3 separate regions of the Mus musculus genome follow, and regions 2 and 3 are each linked to region 1. Evidence: chromatin contacts called from public HiChIP or PLAC-seq data. All regions are on one chromosome and are shown on one strand. Each heading gives the region's core, a stretch centred on a gene start, on an enhancer-like site or on the middle of the called end of the contact. The rest is flanking DNA. Distances are from core to core; before and after follow the strand shown.

Evidence for each region. HiChIP or PLAC-seq counts read pairs in DNA pulled down with a chosen protein or histone mark.
Region 2: a contact with region 1 is called in an HNF4G HiChIP or PLAC-seq map of pancreatic cancer cells. The contact joins two enhancer-like sites. A contact is called at or near these places in 5 of 39 promoter capture datasets (the 3T3-L1 cell line, frontonasal cranial neural crest, hippocampal neurons and 2 more) and 1 of 115 datasets of contacts at active chromatin or transcription factors (pancreatic cancer cells).
Region 3: a contact with region 1 is called in an HNF4G HiChIP or PLAC-seq map of pancreatic cancer cells. The contact joins two enhancer-like sites.

The regions. Positions count from the first base shown.
Region 1 is chr9:120,009,838-120,012,924 of GRCm38.p6, reverse strand. It overlaps Gm33800 (a long non-coding RNA gene), which reads right to left. Exons shown (of 4, transcript XR_871355.3): 3 at 1,817-1,918; 4 at 775-1,247. Among named protein-coding and RNA genes, the nearest start is that of Xirp1, 12 kb to the left of the region's middle. Within about 2 kb of position 1,589, at least 341 of the 459 cell types and tissues checked have an H3K27ac peak or open chromatin away from gene starts, as enhancers often do. A contact at or near this core is called in pancreatic cancer cells, where this site is marked.
Region 2 is chr9:119,423,932-119,427,018 of GRCm38.p6, reverse strand. All of the region lies in intron 1 of Acvr2b (activin receptor IIB), which reads right to left. Among named protein-coding and RNA genes, the nearest start is that of Exog, 19 kb to the left of the region's middle. Within about 2 kb of position 1,553, at least 102 of the 459 cell types and tissues checked have an H3K27ac peak or open chromatin away from gene starts, as enhancers often do. A contact at or near this core is called in pancreatic cancer cells, where this site is marked.
Region 3 is chr9:120,592,227-120,595,313 of GRCm38.p6, reverse strand. No RefSeq gene overlaps it. Among named protein-coding and RNA genes, the nearest start is that of Gm34323, 8.1 kb to the left of the region's middle. Within about 2 kb of position 1,408, at least 53 of the 459 cell types and tissues checked have an H3K27ac peak or open chromatin away from gene starts, as enhancers often do. A contact at or near this core is called in pancreatic cancer cells, where this site is marked.

The DNA.
Region 1 (3,087 bases), core at 340-2,839:
AGGTGGCAGGGGCGGACCTCCTTAAGGAAGAAACATCTGACATCTGAATGTCAAGAGAACAGAACTCAGGGTGAGTGGTGTGCGCATTTCGGAGGAGGAGTCAGGAGGCTCACAGTCACTGTTAGCAACTAGTAAGTTTGAGGGCCAGCCTGGGCTGCATTAGACTGTCTCAAAAGAAAGGGTGTGAGAGCCAGGTATGCTGGTGCACCTCTTTAATTCCAGCACTAAGGAGGCAGAGGCAACAGGTCTCTGCGAGTTCAAGGGCAGCCTGGTCTACAAAGCAAATTTTAGGTTAGCCAGGGCTACATAAGGAGACACTGCCTAAAACAAAAGTGTGGAAGTGAGTATACACTCAGTGGCACCTTGTTCACCTAACATGCAAGCTCCTAGTAAGTCAATTCTCAATACCACAAAAGATAAAACACCTGTACCAGGTAACTGCATGTTCCCCCACCTTGTCTCTCTCCTACACCTTCCACAGGCTCTCACTTGACCACTGGGCCCAGCAACTTAACACACAGGAGTGTTCTCTTCAACGTCCTCATCTGTCAATGGGTGTGATGGTGGAACAACCCTGTGAACACTGTGAATTAACAAGTGTTAATAAAGCCGGGCGTGGTGGCACACGCCTTTAATCCCAGCACTTGAGAGGCAGAGGCAGGCAGATTTCTGAGTTCGAGGCCAGCCTGGTCTACAAAGTGAGTTCCAGGACAGCCAAGGCTACACAGAGAAACCCTGTCACGAAAAAAAAAAAAAAAAAAAAGTTGGCTGGCATTCATTCTTAGTACTGCAATTTAGGAGAGAGTTTTGTTTTCTAAAGTTTGAGACACGGTCTTGAAACTTAGCCTGAAGATCAAGCTAGCCCCGATTTTGTAATCTCCTGCCCCTCACCCATCTGTACTGCGGATTACAAGTGTGTACCACCCGGCCCAGTAGCTTTGTTTTCTTATTTTATTCGGTTTTGAGGATCTTGTATCAAACTGACTGGCCTCAAAATTGCTCTGTGGCTGAAGATGATCTTCAGCCCCTGATTTTGCCTCTATCTCTCAAGGTTTGGAATCCGTGGGCATGTGACCACAGCCTTCTGGAATATTTTTTAATATCTCCTTCCTCACCTGCAGGGGGCGTGTGCCCGGTGTTGTTCATCTAGTCAAACGAGCACACAAATGAACGAAACGATTGAGTCAATCTGTGGATTCACGCTACTGGCATTCAATAGCGCTTCGTGCCAGGATCTGTACAGGGTGCTAAAAATAGAGATGAACAAGGCAGAATTCATTCTTGACCTCACAGGACTGACAGAGACAAATATATAAGCAGATTAGGTCATTTTACACAGAAAACTGTGTGTGAAAAACAAGGTCAGTCCGCAAGGGCAAGCTGAGTTTGGGTGGTCTAGGATGCGTTGCTGCAGAGCAACCGGAGCAGAAGGGGCGGGTGAGCGCTGCTGCAGAGCGGCGGGTGCAGAAGGCCCCGCCCCGCCCCGCCCCGCCCCGCTCACACCTGCAGCCGCACCTGCCTTCGCACCTGCCCAGGCCCCGCCCCTCTCCACACGCGCAGAGCGCGCAGCGCTCAGACCCCGCCCCCGGTGCCGACGGGGCGTGTTCCCACGGCCGTCGTCAAGGTGACGGTGACGTCGCGGGCTGTAGAGTTCGGAACGTTCAGGCGGTGGCTGGTTGCCAGGAAACGCCCGGCAGGCGTGCTGCCAGGGCTGGCTCTGCGAGCAGACGCCGGGCGCCAGGACGCGCCGTCCCGGCCAGCCCTCGCGCGGAGCCTCCCTCCCAGATTCCAAACGGATGCCGGTTCCGGGGCTCACCCGGGAGGGCGCCTGGTCCCTCGATGCTCTGTCCTTGCCAGCGTCTGGAATTCGTCCTCTGCTTCCCGCTTTCATCTGTCTCTGCCTCCCCAGTATGATGCTCTATATCAAAGCAAGCAAAATGTTAAGGGCCTTTACTAGCCAGATAGCTCTGCTGATAAAGGCGCCTATGGTGCAAGCTTGGCAACCTGAGTCCGACCCAGAATGCAGGTAAAAGTGGAGAGCAGAGAATCTACAAAGTTATCCGGTGACCTCCACACATAGCAAGCGACATCCTCACCTACCCACACACAGCATGCACACACAATCATAAAAGATTGAAATTTTTTATCATTGGTGATGCGAATGTGTGTATTTTGACTGCCGTCTGTGCTAAGAACTGAACTCCATTTTCTGGAAAAGCAGTGCAAGCTCTCAGCCTCTGAACCATGCCTCCAGCCCCAGTAACAATACATTTCTTAAATTAGTTTTAAATGTTAGAGTAGTTCACACCTGTGACCCCAGTCTCTGGGAAGCTGAGGCGAAATATTATGCCAGTTTGAGAAGAGTCTGGCTACATAGTAGGTCCTTGTCTCAAAAAGCCAAATATACATAATTATGTATTTTTTTAAAGTTTTAAAAGGAGAAGCTAGCTCACTCATTTAATCCTTCCCTTCTTTGGGAGGCAGACAGATCTTTGTGAATTGGAGACTAGCCTGGTCTACATAGTGAGTTCCAGGCCAGCCAGGATAACATGGGATCTTGTCTCAAAAATAAAAGTCTAGAGATACGGCTTGGTGGTAAAGTATTTGCTTAGCCGCCAGGCGGTGGTGGCGCATGCCTTTAATCCCAGCACTTGGGAGGCAGAGGCAGGCGGATTTCTGAGTTCAAGGCCAGCTGGGTCTACAAGGTGAGTTCCAGGACAGCCAGGGCTATACAGAGAAACCCTGTCTCAAAACAAAACAAAAGCAAAACAAACAAAAAAGGTATTTGCTTAGCATGTTCAAGGCCCTGGGTTCAAAGTGCATGCATGCACGCACACACGCACACAGGTACACACACACCTCTCCTCCCTAATGCAATCCCCTGGCTGCCCAGGTTACTAGGTCTGGAATCTAAACTCTCTTGTAGCCTGTAAGACCAGAATGGCTTGCCTCTCCACATTCTTCTATAACCCCCCCAGGCCCCAGCTCCTCCTTACCCTCCTCCTCCAGTCATAAAACACACTGGTTGGTTCCTGCCCCAGGACCTTGATCCTCTCCATCTATCCTTTTTCTGGAAGTTTCCTCTCC
Region 2 (3,087 bases), core at 304-2,803, 590 kb after region 1:
CCCATGAACCTTTTAGATATAGGACGGGAAATAATACACAAATCCCAAAGGTATCCTGTTCCCTCGTGGGACATCCGGAGGGCGTGTGGCATTTATTACCTCGTTGACAACCTTATGCAGACACCCTAACGGGAAAGAGCGCTGACTTAGCCTTGCTGCACCTCAATCCACTGGCACCCAGCCTACTCCAATAACCCACCTGAGGCCAGAGGGGCATCAGGGAGGGGGCTCCCACCTGACCCGAGGTTGGCAGGGTGCCAACTGCTAACACTGCTTGGTTCCCCAGGGCCCATTGCAGACAGGAGGATCCTGACTGGCCGTTCTGGAAGAGGAACCCTCAAGACATGCTCACAAGATCTCACGGCGGCAGGCAAAAGCTCCTCCCAGGGAGGCCCCAACTGGGCAAGACGCCAGTCTTAGGGCTCCAGGTAGGACCCGGAAGGTCAGAATGCTACCCAGTCAGAATGGCAGAACCCAGCCTCAGCCCTAGCCATGCCAGGTCCTGTTGGCCTAGGCCCTGACACTTGTGGTGACAACCTGCCAGGTGGCTAGAACTCAGCCTGGCCCAGAAGGGTCTCGGTATCCAGAATGGGGCTCAGACAGGGTGTGCACCGGCTTCTCCCAACCAGGACCTTATTCAAGCACAAGGCTTTAGGTTGTGGATGAGACTCTAAGGGATGAGTATAGGCCGGAAACAAAGCCCGAGCCAGCGCCGGAAGCCAGGGTGGCACCTAGAGTGTCTACAAGCCCTGGCTACTTGTGGCAGGAGTGGGTAGTGGAGCTATGTGAAGCACCCCGTCCAGGGAGGACACAGCTCCTTCTCCCGCGGGAGGAAGCGAAAGCATGTGTGGAGCGCAAACACTCCTAAGTGTCCTCTGCAATTGCTTCCCAGATGCCCAGCTTCCCCCACAGGCCTGCAAGGCTGGCCCTGAGCTGCTGAGCACAGAACGGGTTCCTATGTAACAGATGGCGTGGACAGACTATGAGCAGAGGGGACAAGAAGGAGGGATGGCTTCAACACGAAGCAAGACCCCTGCTATAGATGCTGAGGATGGAACCTGGACTTTGTGTGTACTGTCCGCTCCACCTCTGACCTACACCCATGACTCAGGAGAGTGTCCACCTCCATTCAGACTACAATCAGCCCCTGGAGTCACAAGGGCAACAACAAACAGAGTAGACCTCAGCCTGGCCTAGCTCCAGGCCAGTGTCAGGCACCAGCCCCTCTGGCACAACCATAGGATCCCAGTGGAGAAGCCTGAGAAGGCAACATGAAGCCTCAGAGAGGACCCAACAGCTCACTGGAGCCACCGACCTCCCAGACCTGCCCAGAGCCGACCCTGCAGAGCAGCTTTGAGCTGGCCAGACTGCTGATGCCTCACAGCTGTGCGCCTGGGGCAAGTCACCTAGCCACTCTCTGAGAGGTGACTGACAGCACCTGCCTCCTAGGGTTGTAGCGATCCTTCCAGTCCAGGCCCCACACCAAGCCTGCCTGCAGCTCTGCATCCCATGTGACATTCCACACCCTTCCCACACCACACCCTGGCCACTGCCAGCTGGAGACCCAGGGGGCCTCCCGTTTCCTCTCTCCTCCCTGGCTCCATTTCTTCACACTCTCACACTGGCTATTTATAGCATATGGCAAAATTCCAACCACAAGGCCACAGAGCCCTTTAATAGATGAAGGCCTCCCGCCCACAGCCTAGCAGCCAGGTCAGGAGTCTCCCCAACTGGCCCTGCCTCCCCACCCTACACAGCTGCATTTCCATCAGTCCCCAGGACCACAACCAGGGTGGCTACAGAAGGGGAACCTACAGAAGAGAAAGGGTGGGCAAGGCTGGAGCATCACACACACACACACACACACACACACCCCGCACATATGCATGAACCCATATTGGCAGACTGGGAGGAAAGAACCCGTCAAGTAACTACAGTTTATCTTAGAATCCTTCACTGTGGGGCTAGTGGTTACAAGAACTTATTCTTTGGTTGAAAACAAATGGCTTTGGTTCCCAGCATCCACGTGGTGGCTCACAACCACCTGGAACTCTAGTTCCAGCGGCAATGCACACACTGTGTGCATGCACATTCATGCAAAATACCAACACCATAAAACAAGTTTCTTTTAAATCCTTACTCCAGAGAACCAAACCACTTTAATTCTACTTTTTGGCCTCATCTGTATTTATGTGTCACCTAGACTAACACCCACTTGTCACACCCCAGGCACTGTATGATGGAGAACCCCGAGTGAACCCCTAAGATGACAGAACTAAGTGAAGCAGAGGTTAAGGCTCTTTGCAGGCCACATCCTGAAGTTCCATGTTTCGGAGCCCAGGGACTGCCCAGTGTGACCTCACCTGGTTCACCGGCTGGACCCTCGGGTTATGTACAGCTGTCATGTGAGCAAAGCCATCACGCATGAAGCTTCTTGGTGAGCGTTTCCTCCCGTCCTGGGAATGCTGAGCCTAAGCAGCTTTGATTCAGTACATTCTTCCAAATCCTTCTCCAAAACAATCGACCCAGTTTCCGAGAGCAGCCCACCGAGGCACACCCTCAGCCGAGCTCCCCTGGGAACACTGGCCAGCCTTCCCACTTCCTGGCCAGGTACCTTCTCCTTATGCTGAGGGAAGTCTATGCTCATGGGTATCGCTGTGCAGTAACCATTTTTTGTTCATGCTATCAAAAGGCCAGGTGGTGGTGGTGCACGCCTTTAGTCCTGACACTCCCGCACTTGGGAGGCAGAGGCAGGCAGATTTCTGAGTTTGAGTTCCAGGACAGCCAGGGCTACACAGAGAAACCCTGTCTGTGGAGAAGGTGAGTATGTCTAGCTGGTGCTAACTTACCTAGAACATTTCTTGTGGCGTTTTCCCAATTTATCTTTTCCTTCCTACTTTCATTTCAAAGCTTTCTGCCCACTTGAGCTTTCTACAATTCAATCTAATGCTTCCTTAAAACCGGAGTCCTAACACATTCATGGTTAAACTCTATTCCAATCTCCATTTGTTCCTTGTTTTCTTTTCTTTCCTGCAGTTCTGTCGGCTGATCAAACACAGCACTTCATGCAAGCTAACCACTGAGCAA
Region 3 (3,087 bases), core at 159-2,658, 580 kb before region 1:
AATACACACACACACACACACACACACACACACACACCATTTTCTTAAACTAAAAACATAAATAAAATAGATAAGTAAAAACTGTGAATACTGAGTGAGCCACGCACTGAGCCTCTATCACACATCCATGTCTGACTTCGTCCTGACTGGCATCTTCTTAATCAACACAAGACACAAAGTCTCAAGTCTTAGGTTGGGAGGCTGAAGGACTGATTGTTCAGATGTTGGAGCTGGAGAAAGGGGGTGAAAAAAAAGCTGAGGGGAAGTGGGCAGCCCCCCACTGGGCTCTACCCTGTGATAACTGCATTTGAATGAGCGGGGGCGGATCCTGAGGGTTATAATTGGCTCTCACTTTGGGATTCTGTTGATTACTTAGGAAAATGTGCTGGGGCTTATTTCACTTTCCGATCTTGTACCACTTTAATGAAAATTTATTACCAGCAGCTTCCTGAACCGGAAAGGAAGAAATTGAAAATACACATCTGTGTATAAGTAAACAGACGTGTGGAATGAATGCATTCTTTTTAGATGAGATGCCTGACTTCTGCTTATGAAAAATGAATAAGGGGCCTTCGGCTTCACACATGAAAGGAAGCACCAGGAGAGACAGTGAGTAACGAAGACGTAGTGTTAAGGGTGTGTTTGGGATAACCATGGGCAGTGTACAAAGCATTAAGTTTAAAATCAAAAGATCTGGAGCCAAGAGATAGCTCAGCAGGCTAAAGCCTTCGATGTGAGAATCTAAATTCAATCCTTACCACCCCCCACCCTCCCACCCCCACACACACCCAAAGCAAGCCAGGCGTGGTGGTGCACACCTTTAATCCCAACACTCAGGAGGAAGGGGCAGATGGATCTCTGTTCCAGGTCAGCCTGGTCTACAAAGTAAGTTCCAGGACAGCCAGGGCTACATGGAGAACCGCTGCCTCAGTGGGGATATGGGGATTGGGGGGAATTTAAGCCAGGTGTGTTAGCATACATCTGTAAGTCAAGCATGCCTCCTTGGTGAGATAGAAGGCAGAGACTGGAGAATCACCCAAAAGCTCACTGGACTGCTAGCTTACAGTATACAAGTCAGCAGCAGAAGCCACTGCCTACAACTCAACTCTGTAACTCTGGCTCCAGGGATCAGTGCCCTGCACGAACGCATGCCTGTGTCTACACACACACACACACACACACACACACACACACACACACACATGAATAGAAAGCATGCATGTGTGTGCACACATTCACAGAAAGCATGCATATGTGTGTGCACACATTCATAGAAAGTATGCACATGTGTGTGCACACATGCACACATGATTTAAGAAACGAATCCTAAGAGAATGGAATCTGTGCCCTTCTAGTTTATTCCTCAGCAGCATGTGCAACCGACTGCGTGAGTCAGCAAAGAAGACTCTGAATGACTCCCCTGCCAGCATCGCACTTCCGCCCTGTCCTCTACCCCCCTTTTGTATTTCACATATAATACTATGTTGACATGTTGATTGTTCTGTGAATTTCCCTCAAGACAGGAATCCTGCCTTTTCATCTATATTTCTCAAATTACAAGGGTAACAAGGACACACAATTAAACCAACAAACAAGACGTAATTCTCTTGGAAGCAAAACAAAACTCTGAACAGGTTGTACAACTGGTTCAAACAGGTTTATCCCTCATTAGTCATCAAGTGAATGCAAATTAAAAACCACAGTGAGATACAGTTCCAGCCATCAGAAAAGAAAGTCAAAAAGCCCTGGGAACAATGTAGCTGCTCTGCTGGATCTGAGGCCTCTGCACAGGAGGGGGCCCAGGCCTGGTGTTGTGGCCTGGTCAACGGTCAGAGACTCCAGGGTGTCACAAGCCATGGAGGGGAACCGCCTGCTGTTGTTTTACTAAGCTACATGGCCTTCTAAACGCTTGTTTTATACTCTAGATGGGTGCTGCCTCTGCCTTGGCCAGAAGCAGCTTCGATGTGCTGTGCTGAGCACTTAATGCGGAGACTCACAGCTGCCCATGTGCTGAGAGTAAGCGAGTGTTGAGGGCTAGCCCTACATGGGACTTTCTGCCAATGGCTGGCTGTAGGAGGAGGCACAAAGAGTGTAGGAGCTGCCTGGTGTGATGGCAAATCTCTGTTTCAGGCCAGTCTTCTATACAGCAAGTTCTTGGCCAGGCAGGCTACACAGTGATAGCCTGTCTCAAAATAAAATAAAATTGAAGAAGATAAAATAAAAAAAGAATGTAAGAGCTGGAGGATGGGGAGGAGGAATGGGAGGAGGGATGGGAGGAGGGATGGGAGGAAAGATGGGAGGAGGGTTGTCCTCTGGACTTGACACTACACCCATGAACACACTACAGCTGTGGCTATTGACCAAGAGCAAGCCAAGGGGATCAGTGGACACTCCACTGGGCAGCACCAGTTAGCCTCAGTGGAGACAGAGAGAGAAGAGAGACAGACAGACAGACACAGAGAGAGGAGGTTGGAAGAAAAAGTGGGAGGTAGTGAATTGGAGTGTCCAGGGGAGGGAAGAATGGAGAGGATGGTTAGGGGTGTATATGACCAATATACATTGTTTACATGTGTGTAGTTATTGAAAAATAAGTAAAAGGTATTCTATTAAAAAAAAAAAAAAGATCAGAGATGCAGGCTGATGGACCAGGGCAACCTTCACACCCCCAGATGGAATGTGAGAATGTCACTGAGCACGTGGAAAAGTATACTCACCATGCCAAGCCACCATTCCACCCTTTAGACCTTTATCTAAGAGGAATGAAATCCCATGCCCCTGTATCCACACTGGACCACCACCAGTTCTATCACAACACACTGCACAGCTAAGCTAAGTATCTGTTGTATCACAATTCTTTCAGGGTTGGGCATGGGTGGAGCCCAGCTGGAGCCTCTGCTCAGAATGTCCCAGAAGAGCCCTGTGATGGTTAGCTTTGGCAATGTGACACAACCTGGAGTCACCTGAGAAGAGAGAATCAATGAGGGACTGTTCACAGCGGGTTGGTCTGTGAGCATGTCTATGGGGGACCGTTGCAAATGAGTTAAGTGATGAGGAAAGACCCAGCCCTCAGTGGGTGGCACCATTCCC